Regions from separate parts of the Sus scrofa genome. Here all the other regions are linked to region 1. The links are chromatin contacts, called in public Hi-C maps. All regions are on one chromosome and are shown on one strand. Each heading gives the region's core, a stretch centred on a gene start, on an enhancer-like site or on the middle of the called end of the contact. The rest is flanking DNA. Distances are from core to core; before and after follow the strand shown. Region 1 holds the start of IL17B (interleukin-17B). Region 2 holds the start of ARHGEF37 (rho guanine nucleotide exchange factor 37). Region 3 overlaps AFAP1L1 (actin filament associated protein 1 like 1).

Region 1 (4,633 bases), core at 1,026-3,525:
TGGGGGACCAAGGCAAGTTCCTTGGCCTCACGGAGCCTCGTTGTCTTTGTCTGGAAGATGGGAATGCTGCTTGCCCCTACTTCAACGTGCGATGGAGAGAATGAAATGAAATAGTTGGCTGTGCTCAGCATAATCCCTCAGTGAGCATCAGCTATCCTTCCAGACACACCTAAAGAGAGTCATTCTCCCCACGAAATTGGGATCACATGACGCATACTGTCCTATTTGGTTTGGAGGAAGAGTGACGTGGAAACATTAGTCAGGGGGATCCTGAAATTTCCATCGGAGGCGAGAAGTCTTGCATCTCGATTCAAAGAATTGGTTGCATCAGTGTAGGATGGGAAACTTAGATTTCCCAAACGGAGTCACCACCACCTCTGTGATGTGGCTGGAGCCAGGCTGCATCAGTAGATATGGAGGGTTTGTTTTTTTTTACATTCCACCTGCAGCATATGGAGCTTCCCAGGCTAGGGGGTCTAATCGGAGCTACAGATGCCGGCCTTCACCACAGCCACAGCAATGCCAGATCCAAGCCACATCTGCAGCTCGCAGCACTGATGGATCTTTAACCCACTGAGCAGGATCAGGGGTCGAACCTATGTCCTCATGGATACTAGTCAGGTTCATTACCACTGCACCACCACGGGAGCTCCTGCCAGAGTCTTGGCACCCGCTCCTGCTCCCACCTGAGCCCTGGATCCTTCATCCCCACTATCCTGCTGGCATCCATCCGATCTCTCCTCAAATGGCAGCCCCGCAGAGACCCTCCCGACCTCTCAATTTAAAGCAGCCCTCCTAGGGGTTCTTGTCATGGCGCAGCAGAAACAAAATCTGACTAGGAACCATGAGGTTGTGGGTTCGATCCCCGGCCTCGCTCAGCATTGCTGTGAACTGTGGTGTAGGTTGCAGACGCAGCTCAGATCTGGCGTTGTTGTGGCTGTGGTGTAGGCCGGCAGCTGTAGCTCTGATTTGACCCCTAGCCTGGGAACCTCCATATGCCATGGGTGCAGCCTTAAAAAGCAAAAACAAAGGTGCCCTCCTAATCCGGCCACCCGCGGGTGTAGCCCTCCTAATCTGGTCACTTCTCGCCGTACCACTGGGCTCCATTGTCCTCCTTGACTCTGTCGCGATCTAAGATTGACGGTGCGGTGGCTGATTTGTTTGTGTCTGTCTCCTGCTCTAGACTGTAAAATCCTCAGAGCTGGGATCTGTCTTATTCTCCCGTCCATCCTGGGCACAGAAATGGCACTTGGCGCATGGCAGGCCCTCGGTGAACTTTCGGTGAATACAGATGTTAACGGCGAAGGCCAACCACGCCCTGGAGACTGACATCCACTAAAGAAAGCGCCCTTGGAGTCCATGGACCCGCTCAGCTGCACATAACACCTGGTGTGCACCTGTGCTGTCTTCCGTGAAGACGGCTGAGTGTTTTTATTAGGGTCTCAAAGGAGGTCCTGGCCTCCCAAAAGAGGCCTTGACTGTGCAGGAAGGAAAACAAGTTAAATTCAGTCTCGGATGCCCACTGGGGGCCCCGGGCATGTTTAGCCTGGAGGAGAGAAGCCCAAGGAAGCCAGGGTCACTGTTTGTAAACCTCTGTGGGCAGCAGAGGATCCGGAAAATGACAGGGCTTTTCCTCCAACGAGAGAAGGAGCGTCTCACAACCCAGGCTGACCAAGGGCCCAGGCAGGCTGGTCAGGTGACGAGATCCTTGTCATTGGGGTGTGCAAGCAGATGTCCCTGTGGCTCTGTCAGAATTCGCTCTGGGATGAGCGGGCCAAACGAGTTTTGGGAAGTCAGAGGGGTGGATGCTTGGGTCAGAGGGGACAGTCTCTAAATGAATGTAACTGTGGTTCCTTCCGGCCTCACACAGATTGGAGTGCAACTGACATGGCCCTGGCCATCCCCAGAGGGAGCCACTCAGATGCCACCCTCACAGTCCACCTAAAAGGAGCAAGTCTGTACCTGCCCCTCGCTGCTGGCTGGGTGTCTACTCTGCCTGCGCCCATGACCCGAAGAGGGGCTGTCTAGGTCTGAAATGCAAGCACAGAGTTCCCGTCGGGGCTCAGTGGTTAATGAATCTGACTAGGAACCATGAGGTTACGGGTTCGATTCCTGGCCTTGCTCAGTGGGTTAAGGATCCGGCGTTGCCGTGAGCTGTGCTGTAGGTCGCAGACACGCCCGGGATCCCGCATTGCTGTGGCTCTGGCGTAGGCCGGTGGCTACAGCTGCTATTCAACCCCTAGCCTGGGAACCTCCATATGCCGCGGGAGCGGCCCCAGAAATGGCAAAAAGACAAAAAATAAAATGCAAGCAGAGGACAGGTCGCCTCTTCTGGGCACTGCCCTTTCACAGCAATAAGCTTGGCTGGCACGGGAATGCCGGAGGCGTTCGGTGCCCCACGGGCAAGGCGGTCTCCCTCCCATCTCCCTCCGGCTCCTAAGCAGGATGGCCTGTCCTTCCCGGGGAGGCCACGAGAGGGCGCCGCCCCTCCTGCCAGCGGCAGCCTCCTTGGCCCCTCCCCCGGTGGGCGTGGCCCAGGACGCCTGTCCGTCAAAGGAAGGGCGACCCTCGCTGCTGGAAGAGCGCGAGTGGTCCCGGGGGTCCGTCCGCGGACCTGTCAGGGGTGCCCGCTCCTTCTCCCCGCAGGACAGAGGCCCGCGGCGAGCCTGGCAGGTAGGGCTGTGCTGAAAGTGTTCGTGCGTGAGGCTGTGTCGCAAGCGGTCTCAGCCCCCAGGTTCGCCCTTGTGCACGTGTGGGACGCGTCCCGGGCGGGGCCCCGGTGGTCGCGTTCACCGCCGCGTCCCCCGCAGCCCGCGCGCACGGGCCCAGGAAAAGCGGGCGGAGTTGCACCGAGGTACATAGACCGGACGGTCAGCGTTCCTTGGTGGCCTAGCCGTGGTCACTGCAGCAGCTTGGGTCGCAGCTGTGGGGCAGTTTGAAGTTTTGGTCTGGAAACTTCCCCGTGCGCCGGGCGCGGCCAGAAATGGAAAAGCAGAAAGAAAGAGGCCACTCCCTTCGCTGGGTCCTTGCCGTTCCTGCTGTCCTTACCCCCGCCCCCCATCTCAAACCCTGGTGGCGAAGCCACCCGTGGGGTCAGGAGGCCCCCCTGGCGGTCATTACCCAGCGGTGTGGAAGGTTCTAGAAGGAACGCAGCAGGACGAGGCCTGCGCGCGGAGCTCGGCCCTGTCCCGCCTCTTCCGCTGTCGCTGGGGCTCCCGGGTGCCCGGGGCTCCGGGGGCCTTGGGCTCCTCGTCGTGAGGACACGCGCGTCGGGGCGGGGAGGCCCTGCGCATCTGGGCAGCTCAGGGCAGATGCTCTGGCCAGGGTGTGGGGGTTTCTTCCCCACAGCGGGGCCGGGTTGGGGGACCCTCAGAGGTGGCGTCTCCAGCGTCCCCGCGTGGTGGGCGGGATGCGGCCGCACAGCCGCCGCAGAGGTCCCTGTGAGCCCGGACCCGGGCCACGCGGTTCAGACGCCGTCCCCGTCTCTCCTCTGGTCGGTCAGTCACCCCGCTGGGCTTGGAGGGGCGAGGCTGCCCTTCGGCGGGGCCGGTGGGTGACCCGGCCCCGCGGCTCAGCCTGCGTCTTGTCCCTCCCTCAGGCCCTGGCCTCGTGGGGCTCTCCCCCTCCCCTCCCTCTGCAGCGGGTGCTCCTGGACCCCGCCTGGCACTTCCGGGGGCTTCTGGCCGTGCTGACGTGGGCCCTGGTGGCTGGCCGGCCTCTGGAAACGTCCAGCCGCGGGAAGGGCCGCCTGAGCAGGGGCCGTGTCGGGGGTTTGTCTGCCCCCTCCCCCCATCCCCGATGGGCGCTTCATCCCGGGACCTCAGGTGGGACGCATTTGAAGGCAGGGTCTTGAAAGAGGCAACTGGTGTTAAGCAAGGTCACCTGGCTGGGCCCGGAACTGCACCTGGACCTGTCCATGTAGGAAGAGACTAAGATGCGGACAGCGGCGAGGACACGGGGGGGGGGGGGGGGGGCGGGGGCGGGGGAAGACCTCAGAAGGAGCCAGCCCTGCCCACATGTGGACCTCAGACCTGCCGCTTCTAGCACTTTGGTGGGATGCCACAGTGTTGATGAAGCCCCCCAGTCTGGGGTGGTGAGGCAGCCCTAGCAAACTAGTACAGGCCCTAAGCTTCTCTCTCTGCCCTTCCTCCTCCCTCCCCACGTTCCCAGGAGGAAACAGGCCATAGTCAAGGGTCCAGGAGTTTATTATGGTCGCAGTGCACAGGAGGGGCCCCTGAGGTCTCACTGAAAGCTTCTCCCCAGGGAAGGCCGCGGGCTGGAGCCCCCCTGCCAGGCCAGGCCAGGTGGGCGAGCTGGGCAAAGGGCATGTGACAGGGCCTTGGTGGGACACCCCCCACGACTTCTTAGCTGTGTGATCTCAGGCAAGTCTCTTCACCTCTCTGGGCCTTGGCGGCCTCGTCTGTGAAATGGAGTGAGTGACAAAATCTACCTCGCTGTGTTATGAGACTCCATTGAGACAGTGTCTGGTGAGCTGTGAACACGCCGTGGGTGGAGGCTCTTGTTATCCTCGGGGCAGATCAGATGTCCTCACGGTCAGGCCAGCCCCAGCCCCAGTCTCTGTGGACCAGGGGGGAGGGGTTCCCAGCCTTCGCAGATGTCTTCAGTGGGGCCG
Region 2 (4,572 bases), core at 653-3,152, 79 kb before region 1:
TTCCCAGGCTAGAGGTCCAATTGGAGCTGCAGCCACTGGACTACACTACAGCCACAGCAACAAAGGATCCGAGACACTTCTGTGACCTACCCCACAGCTCATGGCAAAGCCAAATCCTTAACCCACTGAGCGAGGCCAGGGATCAAACCTACATCTTCATAGATCCTAGTTGGGTTCATTAACTGCTGAGCCACAAAGGGAGCTCCAACCAAAAAAAAAAAAAAAAAAACCCTTTAAATGTACACCTCACCCCTTACGGTGAACTCCTTAAGCTGAGGGATCCGTCAAATTTGGGGTAGCTATAGTAGAAAATCAGCAGAACAGTCACTATCTCTGGAAACCTGGAAACTTCAAGATACTTAAAACTGATTTTTTTCTGCTCAGCCCCAGCATGCAGAAGGTTTCAGTCCAGGGACTGAACCTGAGCCGCAGCAGTGACACTGCCTCCTTAACCTGCTGCATCAAAAGGAAACCCCAACTTTTTTTAACAAAAGAAAATCGAACGGCAGAGAGTTTTAACTAGGTCGGACACACTTTGGAGTCACCAGTGAAGACTGTCCTTTTGGGGGTCAGGGGGCCTGGGTTTTGTTAGCACCTCAAAACTTCACCTTAAACCTTAGAAGTCTCTTTCCCTCTGTTCTCAAATTCAAGACATTTAGGTTAAAGCTTTATGAATACAAATATTTAAGCCAGAAATAAAGTAACATGGAGAAATCCTAGTCAAGATATCTTTCAGGATGAACTCCATTACTAACTACTTGATCAGCTTTCAAAGTTGCAGTTGAGGTACATTTTTTTCCTGTTTTAATGACATTCTTTTACTTGGGATAGTAAAATAATGCCGCTTTTGCACTTTCACAACTGAGGCTTTGATTCACTCATTCGTCAGCGTTTGACTCAGACTGCAGATGACAGCAACATGGACATTTCTCCTGGGATCATCACCACTAAGCCCAACCGTCTGAGGTCAAATTTTGTAACCCAAAATGTGGTCAAGAGGTGACTCTGTTCAATGTTTTTGTTTGTTTTAGGGCCGGACCTGTTGCATGTGGAGGTTCGCAGGCTAGGGGTCGATCGGAGCTGTAGCTGCCGGCCTGCACCACAGCCACGCCGGATCCTTAACCCACTGAGCGAGGCCAGGGATCAAACTCGCAACCTCATAACCTCATAGTTCCTACTCGGATTCGTTTCGGCTGCGCCACCACGGGAACTCCTGTCCAATTTCAGTAAAAGTTTTTACTGTGTAGAGTTTTAAACGCTGCCAATCTTATGGTCTAATGGTCATTTTTATCCTGTGTTTCTGGGGTCAACAGCTCATTTTCCCACACGACCAGGATAGGGTGTTTCAAGGCATTTGGGAGGGGGATAACTTTCGTTTTCCCCCGGCTGCAGATCTTACTTTCTATCGACCACGTACGTGCCACTACCCATGACTTGGATATTGGGGTTTTCCTCCGGGATCAAACAGCGTCAGCGGGAAGCAACCCGAAGCCCCAGAGCAGCAGGGCTGGCGCCTGCGCCCCTCTTCCCGGGAGGGGAGAGCGGGCCTCCAGCCCTCCGAAACCCTGGGCGGCCAGAGCCGCCGGGCTGCGCCGCGGGAGCCCCGAGCGCGGCTGCTCGTCTCCCGCTCTCCACCGGAGGCGACAGCTCCGCCACAGCGGAGATCGGCCGGAGCCCCGCAAAGAGCGAAAGGGTGAAAACCGCCTCCGACCAAGAGCAAAGGTCGGTACCCAACTCCCCGGGAGGCCTGACGCATCCCCTCCCACGAGCACTGCAGTGACTCCTCCCTAACACGTCTCGAGGCCTGGGCCGCGCGGCCCCTCACCGAGCAGGCGGGTCTGAGGTGACTAACAGGCAGCCGCGGAGGAGCAGCGGGCGACCGGAAGTGGAAGCGGGCGCGGGGCGGGGCGCGGGGCGGGCGCGGCACGCCTGCGCAGTCCGCGGCGCGGCAGTGCGCCTGCGCGCTTGGGCGGTGACGGGGGACGCTCGGAGCGTGGGCCGCGACTCTCACGGATCCGGTTCCGCCCTCCCTCTCGCCGTCGACCCTCGGGGCTGGCGCCCGCGATCCCTTTCCCAGCGTGCTCCGCGCCGTGAAGAAGCGGCTCCCGGGGACTGGGGGCATTTTGTGTTGGCTGGAGCCGGAGCAACAAGATGGCGGCGTCGGCGGAGTGACAGGGGTCCCTCCGGGCGGGAGCTGGCGGCAGCGGGGGCAGCGGGATCGCCGCCCTAACTCACCGCGCCCCTTTTCCAGCCGGCGACGTCGCCGCGAGAGCGAGGCAGCGGCGGCCGCCAGGAACAAGTGGCCCGGCCCGGCAACCGCGAGCACCGCCTCGGCAGCCTGCGGCCTGGCCGGAGGAAGCCTGACAGCCGCGGAGATCCGGGTCCGCCTGGCCGGTTCCGGGCCTGTAGCGCCGAGAAGGAGCCAGCGCCCCCCGGTTCCTGCCGCGCTCCGCGGACGAGCGCTAGAGGCCTCCGTCGTCCCCTAGAGGTGTCGGGGCTTGGCCCCAGCCTCCATCTTCTCCCAGGATGGCGAGCAGCAGCGGCTCCAAGGCCGAGTTCATTGTCGGAGGGAAGTACAAACTGGTGCGGAAGATCGGCTCTGGCTCCTTCGGGGACATTTACCTGGCGATCAACATCACCAACGGCGAGGTAATCCCCCGGGGTGGGGTTCCCGACCGCGCCTGCCCCCCCCCCCCAGCGGCTCGGGCCTTTGCCCCCCGCGCGCGCGCCCCGGGAAGTCCAGAGGGAGCCGGCTCTCCCGGCCTGGGAACCTCCACCGCTGTCCTTCCCTAAAAGGGAAAGAAGCGAGGCAGACGTTGGGGTACTGTGGAGTTTCCCACCTTACTCGGACTTTTAAACCCATCCTCTAAGGTGAGAACGGCAGAATCCCTATGCTTCGCTCTCTCCCTATTGAATTCTCCTGGGGTTCTTGTTCCAATTAGCGCAGCTTCCGATCGCCTGGCTTCTTCAGGACCTCTCTTTACGTTTTCTGGATGAATCATTTTCCTGCACTTTAGAGGACGTGCCGCTTTCGTCACTGCCCCCTGAAGAGGCCTTTGAGGCTGGATGCCTCGTTTTGTAATTACAAAGAGAGCTTTCTCCTCCTGGCTCTACTGCCGGGAGAGTTGGGGCTTTGCTCACGTCGCCCCGTCCTTTCCGAGTGACATTGAGTCCGTAAGGATGTTGATGGCATCATTCCCTCTCCCCCGCAGGAAGTGGCAGTGAAGCTAGAATCTCAGAAGGCCAGGCATCCCCAGTTGCTGTACGAGAGCAAACTCTATAAGATTCTTCAAGGTGGGGTCGGCATCCCCCACATACGGTAAGAGTCCGTGGGCAGACGGCGCTCCTCCCGGGGAGGTACCCGAAAGGGGGATGTGGGAGCGGCGGGGACGGGACCAGCTGGATCCGGCTCTTGAGGTCTGAGTGGCCGGGGTCTCCGTGGACCGTAAGTCACCCCAGTCCCCGAGCAGATCGTCCTTTGCCAACTTAGGCCGCGTTTCGGTTTGCGCACCCTGCTCCGCTTAGCGTCCGTCCGTCTGGCCGCGGTTTTGAAAGTGCGCGGCCCATCTTTGATCCCGACGCGGAAGGGGTGCCTGCTGCCGTCTCCCGGTCGGCTCCTCCGAGGCTGCTGGGATTGCCCGGCGAGGGCCTGAGGCTGCGGGCGGCGGGGCCCGCCGGCTCGGGCTGGCGGAGCCGGCCTGGGAAATGGCTGCTCTTTTGTTGTGTTTTGTTCCAACATGTCTTCCTGCTCCGCTTAGAAAATGGCGGAGCGACGTGACTCAACCGCACGCCCCTGCCCTCGCCTCTGCCGGGTTCACGCCTGAGGCTTCCTCGACGCCCCGGCGGCAGCCCTGAGCGGCTCAAGCCTTTGAAAAGCCGGGATCGGGCTGCAGGCAGTGGTGGGGTTCACGGAGGGGGCTGGCGTGACGGCGGCGGGCTTGCGATCGCCGCCGCAGATGCGAGGTGAAATCCAGTCCCTCCACGGGCCCCTGCAGGGTCCTTTGAGGGGCGCGGAGCCCTCCGGAGAAGGGAAGTGTTTGCTGCCTTTAGTCGTGTCCTAAGTTTGGTGGCTCATGGCAAGGGCAGCTGGAGCAGCGCTGTGTTGAAATGGACTCCGTTGTATTAAAAGAAAACTTAATCATGCAGTTTGCTAAGTAACTAACCTGTTGAGTTAGGTGGTCAGCAACTCCTCATAGCTGGGAATTTGTGGGTTTTTGGAGATGGGATATTGGTGAAGGCAAAGAGTAATCGGGATAAAGGAAGACATTGGCTTCTTTTAAACGGTTAAGTTTAATGGGTTGTAGACTAGTTGGACTCTTGAGATTAAAGAGCCTTTTCCAAGAATAGAATAGTTTGGACCTAGCCCTTTTCCAACAATTCCTCAAAAATAACATTTGCAAAAATATATCAGAGGTTGTTGTGAATTAACCGGAATGGTATTTATTGTAGCCTCTTTTCCTATCCTTGCTTTAATTTCTCAAACCTTGAATTAAGGATTGGAATATATACAAAAATTCTGATGTGGAAACAACCCGAATGACACTATCTTTAAAAAATTTTCAGTGATAATAG
Region 3 (4,796 bases), core at 2,270-4,769, 97 kb after region 1:
TATCTGAAAAATAAGAGGGACGATGATGAGGATGTGCTGGCAGTGCTGCCATGCGGCTGGCAGTGCTTCCCCGTCTCCTCCCTCATGCGATTCTGGCGGCAGCTTGTAACCGCGGTCGGAGGGCCGGTGCCCGCAGCAGGCCGGGCAGCCCTGGGCCGCTGTGTGCTAAGGGCTTTCCAGGCGGGGACCTGCGGGGTTCTCACGACAACTGGGGAGGCAGGTGGTTCACTGCCTCCATATTTAAGTGAGAAAATAGAGGCTCTCAGCTGGCACTTCTCGTGCCAGATCCATGTACCAGCCCTGTGCCCACTCGAAGGCTCAAGAGTATGAAACCCTCCGTTTCCTGGCATGCAAGCAGAGCTCAGGCCACTGTACGGAAGAGTTTCTCTCTCCAGCTCCTGTCAACCGCCGCATCCCCTGCGCCTGGGTCGCCTCCTGCTGCTGGGAGAGGAAGGCCCCCGTCTGAGCCCGAGGAGGCAGCCTTTCTCAGCCCGTCCTCTGCCCTCCCCATCCCAGGGCTGGAGTCTGCCGTGAGAGTGGGCCGGGCCGGGCCGGGCTGCGGGCACGGTGGGCCGCGGGGCGCCCTTACAGGAAGGAGCTGCGCCCCACGGTGACAATGCTGGTCAGTGTCTCCACGTCCACGTAGTCATAGTGCAGCGCTTCCGGAGTGACCCTGGAGCCTGTCTCCACCAGCAGCAGCCCGAGCCAGCGGCCCATGTCCTCCGAGCAGCTTGCCTGGGGAGAGAAGGCACATGTCAGGCTCACCTTGACACCGTCAGGGCCTCTGGCTGCTGCTCACGTCACCCAAACACAGGTGCAGAGCATACCTGTTACTCGTGCTGCGGTTAGGGATCCGAGACTGGAACGCACACCTAGGCACCCGCGGCGGTTCCCCGCCCCAGGCCTTTGCTCTAAGGCCACCTCCTCAGAGAAGCCCTCCCTGACTGTCCCCTAAGCCACAGAGCCTCGATCGCTACCCTTGGAGACCTCCCGACCCTTTGGCTGTGAAGACACAGTTTAGATGTCCTGAATTTTTATTTTTTTATTTTTTTGCTTTTCAGGGCTGCACCCATGGCATACGGAGGTTCCCAGGCTAGGGGTTGAATCAGAGCTACAGCTGCTGGCCTACACCACAGCCACAGCAACGCAGGATCTGAGCCGCATCTGCGACCTACACCACAGCTCCCGGCACCAACGGATCCTTAACCCACTGGGCGAGGGCAGGGATCGAACCCGCAACCTCATCGTTCCTCGTTGGATTCATTTCCCCTGCACCACGATGAGAACTCCTAGATGTTCTGAATTTTTAAAATACGTTTACTTTTTATTAAATGAGGAGGTTCCTTATCACAACCCATTCAAATTTTTTCTTGTGTTAAAATTGCCAATGATACGCAGAACTGTGTACAGTAGAATCTCCGGGAAGTTGCTGGTCAAGTAAATATGTACTTATGTTCTCATTTGAAGAGCATTGTTATAAAATCGTTAGCACACAGATACTAAACTTGAATTTAAAAAGCACACTTTTTTTGAGAGTTCCCATCATGGTGCAACGGAAACAAATCTCACTAGGAACCATGAGGTTGCGGGTTCGATCCCTGACCTCCCTCAGTGAGTTAAGAATCTGGTGGTGCCGTGAGCTGTGGTGTAGGCCGGCAGCTGCAGTTCAGATTTGACTCCTAGCCTGGGAACCTCCATATGCTGCAGGTGCGGCCCTAAAAAGACAAGAAAAAAAAGCTCACTTTTTGACAGAAAGCTCTGTGTATAACTGAAGAAACAGGAGACCCACCTCAAACTATTAAAGATACAAGGGACTTCGAGAGTCAATAGTTCCTGAAATTTAAGGATGGAGAGGGGCAGTGGGTACTGGACACAGAGAGCAGGACTGAGGAGCCTGGTTTAGTTCCAGGAAGAGACCAAGAGGCACCGCCCTCTGTGGAGCTTTGGATGGAGCCTGGGCTGCACTGGCCTCAGGTCCTCTCTGTAATGGGGGGACTAGTTGCTTAAAGTCTTCCTCCCGTGGAGTCCCCGTCGTGGCGCAGCGGAAACAAATCCGACGAGGAACCATGAGGTTGCGGGTTCGATCCTGGCCCTCCCTCAGTTAAGGATCTGGTGGTACCGTGAGCTGTGGTGTAGGTCGCAGATGCGGCTCAGATCCTGCGTTGTTGTGGCTGTGGTGTAGGCTGGCAGTTATAGCTCCAATTGGACCCCCAGCCTGCAAACCTCCATATGCCGCGGGTGTGGCCATAAAAAGCAAAAAAAAAAAAAAAAAAAAAAAAAAATTTACATTCTAAATAAGTGAAGGATTGGCGTGTGAAAAGAGTTTCTGTGTACTCCGCGTGACCCCAGGGAGGAGGGCTGGTGCCAGTGGGTAGATGTGACCAGGCGTGGGCGAAATGAAATCACATTTTCATTCAGCCATTTGTTCAGCAAATAGGACTGAGCCCCTGGTATGTGCTCGACATAAGGCTGGTTCCGGAAAAACAAAAATATGCAGATCCGGTGTGGTTGCTGCTTTGCTGGAGCTTGAGGATTTCAACTCCGTGTAGAGAAAATCTCTGTGAAAATGGAGTTGCTTGGTGGGAGGAGCAGCTACCTGGCAGGGCCGTGGGTCATCCGAGGTGGAGAGTTACTGGTGCAGAGTGTTGTAGAGAGGGTTCCAGAATCCGATCGGGGTTAGATCAGGCTAGATGCCTTTCCGGGGTGGGATTATATTTACAGGGGAGAAGGAGCCAAGCTTGGGCCTCGGGTTGCCAGATGTAGCAAATAAAAATGCCCAATTCCCTGTTAGATCTGCATTTCAGGTCAGCGACGCACGCGTGTGTTGGTAGAGGCAGGTCCCCAGTGTGGGATGTCCTTACTTACAGAAGAAGAATTACCTGCTGTCTGTCGGACATTCAGACTTGAGCAGGGGCTGCGTAGTTTAACGGGCGCCTCTGCTGATCACTTGGCAGCATCGGCTGACTTGCTTCCCCTCCGACCTTGGCCCCCACAGCCTCAGGAGCCAGGCCCCTGGACCAAAGCCCGAGCCCGGGCCCAAGCCCCCGTCCGCCTCTGCCACCAAGGCCCCGCCGTTGGCCTCTCACCTCCAGGATGGCGACCTCCTGCCGGTCGCGCAGGATCCTGAAGGCAAACGGGTGTCTGGGCCCGAAGCCCGGGGCCACCTCGCAGCCGCGCAGGGCAATGGCGTTCACGTGGGTCCGCAGGTCCGTCCGGTCCTTGTGGAAATACAGGGTGCTGCCCTTGAGGCGGCACCAGCGTTCCTTCCAGCCGTGGTTCACCAGCACGTTCAGGTGACCTGCGGGGGGCACCAGCAGGGTGACTCCCGGCGCTTGGGGTGCTCCCGGGCACCGAGGGCCCCCAGCTGCAAGGAAGGCCCGCTGGCCCGCGGCCTCAGGCACCTGTCCGCTGTCTGAGTTTCCGTTTCCTGCCTGTGCCGCGGGGGTTGAGCATCACCCCTGCACGGCCCTCAGGCAGCAGCGGGCGGGCCGAGGAGGGCGCAGCTACTGTATGGAAAGCTGAAACCACAGCTCTTGCTGCTGCCTTTGCTCCTGAGATGCCCCGCTATCCCTGAGGACACAAAGTAGTGGCTGATGCTGACCTCTGGTGGCAGCACGTGGGAACCAAAAGCCACGATAAATTATGCAAGCAGCCAGGGCGAGGCTGATGGCTGAGGAGTTAGAATCCCCCCTCGATGTTTTAGATGTTAGTTTCCTTGTCATCGTAACGTGTCCCGATCCACCTGAAAATGTTTCTTGATAGCCATATGCTTTTCTAATACTCCTTCTGGGTTATTAGACTAGTACTGCGTATCTAAAAAATAAAATTTCCTGTTGGATCCCAGTACCTGGAGCGCTACATTTATGTTTTTCTTTCCAAACCATTTTTAATTCATACTGAATGCATCTATTTGTTTATTTATTTATTTTGCTGTCTAGGGCCGTCCTGGCGGCACATGGAAGTTGCCAGGCTAGGGGTTCAGGTGGAGCTGCAGCTGCCGGCCTACACCACAGCCACAGCCGTGCATCTGCGATCTACACCGCAGCTCACAGCAGCATCAGATCCTTCACCCACTGAGCGAGGCCAGGGATTGAACCCACATCCCCGTGGTTCCTAGTCGGATTCGTTTCTGCTGCGCCCCCATGGGAACCACCCCACGCCCTTTTCTTTTGAGTGCATTTATAATAAAAGTGCTTACGTATTTTTACCCAAGAATTATCCGTATAAGACTGGGCCCGAACTGAAACACTTGGTGGATTATACATGCGAAGGTCAGAGCGTCTCCTTCTGTCCCCACAGAGGAAACCAAGGCCAGGGGCTTTTGGAGCTCAGCTCCCCGACTGCGTAGACAGAGGAGCTCAGCTGGCCTTTCCTTCTGTCAGGCGCCAGGGGCCCACGGAGAAGCGAGGGCGGGCCTGGCTCACTCAGGGTGGATGCCAGCCATCCGGGAGGAGGCGTCCGCGCTCTGCCCGGGGAGCCCTCAGCAGCAGGATCTGCGTTGCCTCCCCGCGTGCACGGTACCCACCACAGCACGGGACTTCCTCCTCGGCAGCGGACGCCTGCAGGGCTTCGGCCAGCGCCTTCTTCTTGGAAAAGCTGATGATGCGGGTGATCTTGCGGCCGGCAGCCTTGCTCACTGACCCCTTCAGCTCCGACAGGCTGTTCTTCTTCCCTTTGCCTGTGGCCATGGCAGCGGGTTAGGGGAGGCGGGGGAGCCCCACCAGCCCGCTAGCCTTCCCGGCAGCCCCTCAGCCTGCACACAGGGCCTGGCCCACAGCTCCAGGCGAGCACAGACC

Evidence for each region. A called contact is a pair of places that touch in the nucleus more often than the background predicts.
Region 2: a contact with region 1 is called in a Hi-C map of subcutaneous adipose tissue, with 3 times the contacts expected there. The contact joins the promoter of ARHGEF37 here to the promoter of IL17B in region 1. A contact is called at or near these places in 3 of 5 promoter capture datasets (fetal liver, fetal skeletal muscle and liver), 30 of 47 Hi-C or Micro-C datasets (adipose tissue, alveolar macrophages, blood and 14 more) and 2 of 2 datasets of contacts at active chromatin or transcription factors (alveolar macrophages and skeletal muscle).
Region 3: a contact with region 1 is called in a Hi-C map of embryonic fibroblasts, with 2.4 times the contacts expected there. The contact joins the enhancer-like site here to the promoter of IL17B in region 1. A contact is called at or near these places in 1 of 5 promoter capture datasets (liver), 14 of 47 Hi-C or Micro-C datasets (embryonic fibroblasts, fetal heart ventricle, fetal skeletal muscle and 8 more) and 2 of 2 datasets of contacts at active chromatin or transcription factors (alveolar macrophages and skeletal muscle).

What each region holds. Positions count from the first base shown.
Region 1 is chr2:150,581,268-150,585,900 of Sscrofa11.1, reverse strand. It overlaps IL17B (interleukin-17B), which reads left to right and starts at 2,275. Exons shown (of 14, transcript XR_002342005.1): 1 at 2,275-2,673.
Region 2 is chr2:150,659,800-150,664,371 of Sscrofa11.1, reverse strand. ARHGEF37 (rho guanine nucleotide exchange factor 37) reads right to left here and starts at 1,902. Exons shown (of 13, transcript XM_003124090.6): 1 at 1,826-1,902. It overlaps CSNK1A1 (casein kinase I), which reads left to right and starts at 1,941. Exons shown (of 10, transcript XM_003124088.3): 1 at 1,941-2,649; 2 at 3,213-3,319. The coding sequence starts at 2,527.
Region 3 is chr2:150,484,999-150,489,794 of Sscrofa11.1, reverse strand. AFAP1L1 (actin filament associated protein 1 like 1) reads right to left here. Exons shown (of 21, transcript NM_001244817.1): 12 at 4,526-4,678; 13 at 3,087-3,298; 14 at 590-735; 15 at 1-3. The region is part of intron 2 of LOC106509605 (a long non-coding RNA gene); the gene reads left to right. Among named protein-coding and RNA genes, the nearest start is that of GRPEL2, 24 kb to the left of the region's middle. Within about 2 kb of position 3,519, at least 5 of the 83 cell types and tissues checked have an H3K27ac peak or open chromatin away from gene starts, as enhancers often do. A contact at or near this core is called in embryonic fibroblasts, where this site is marked.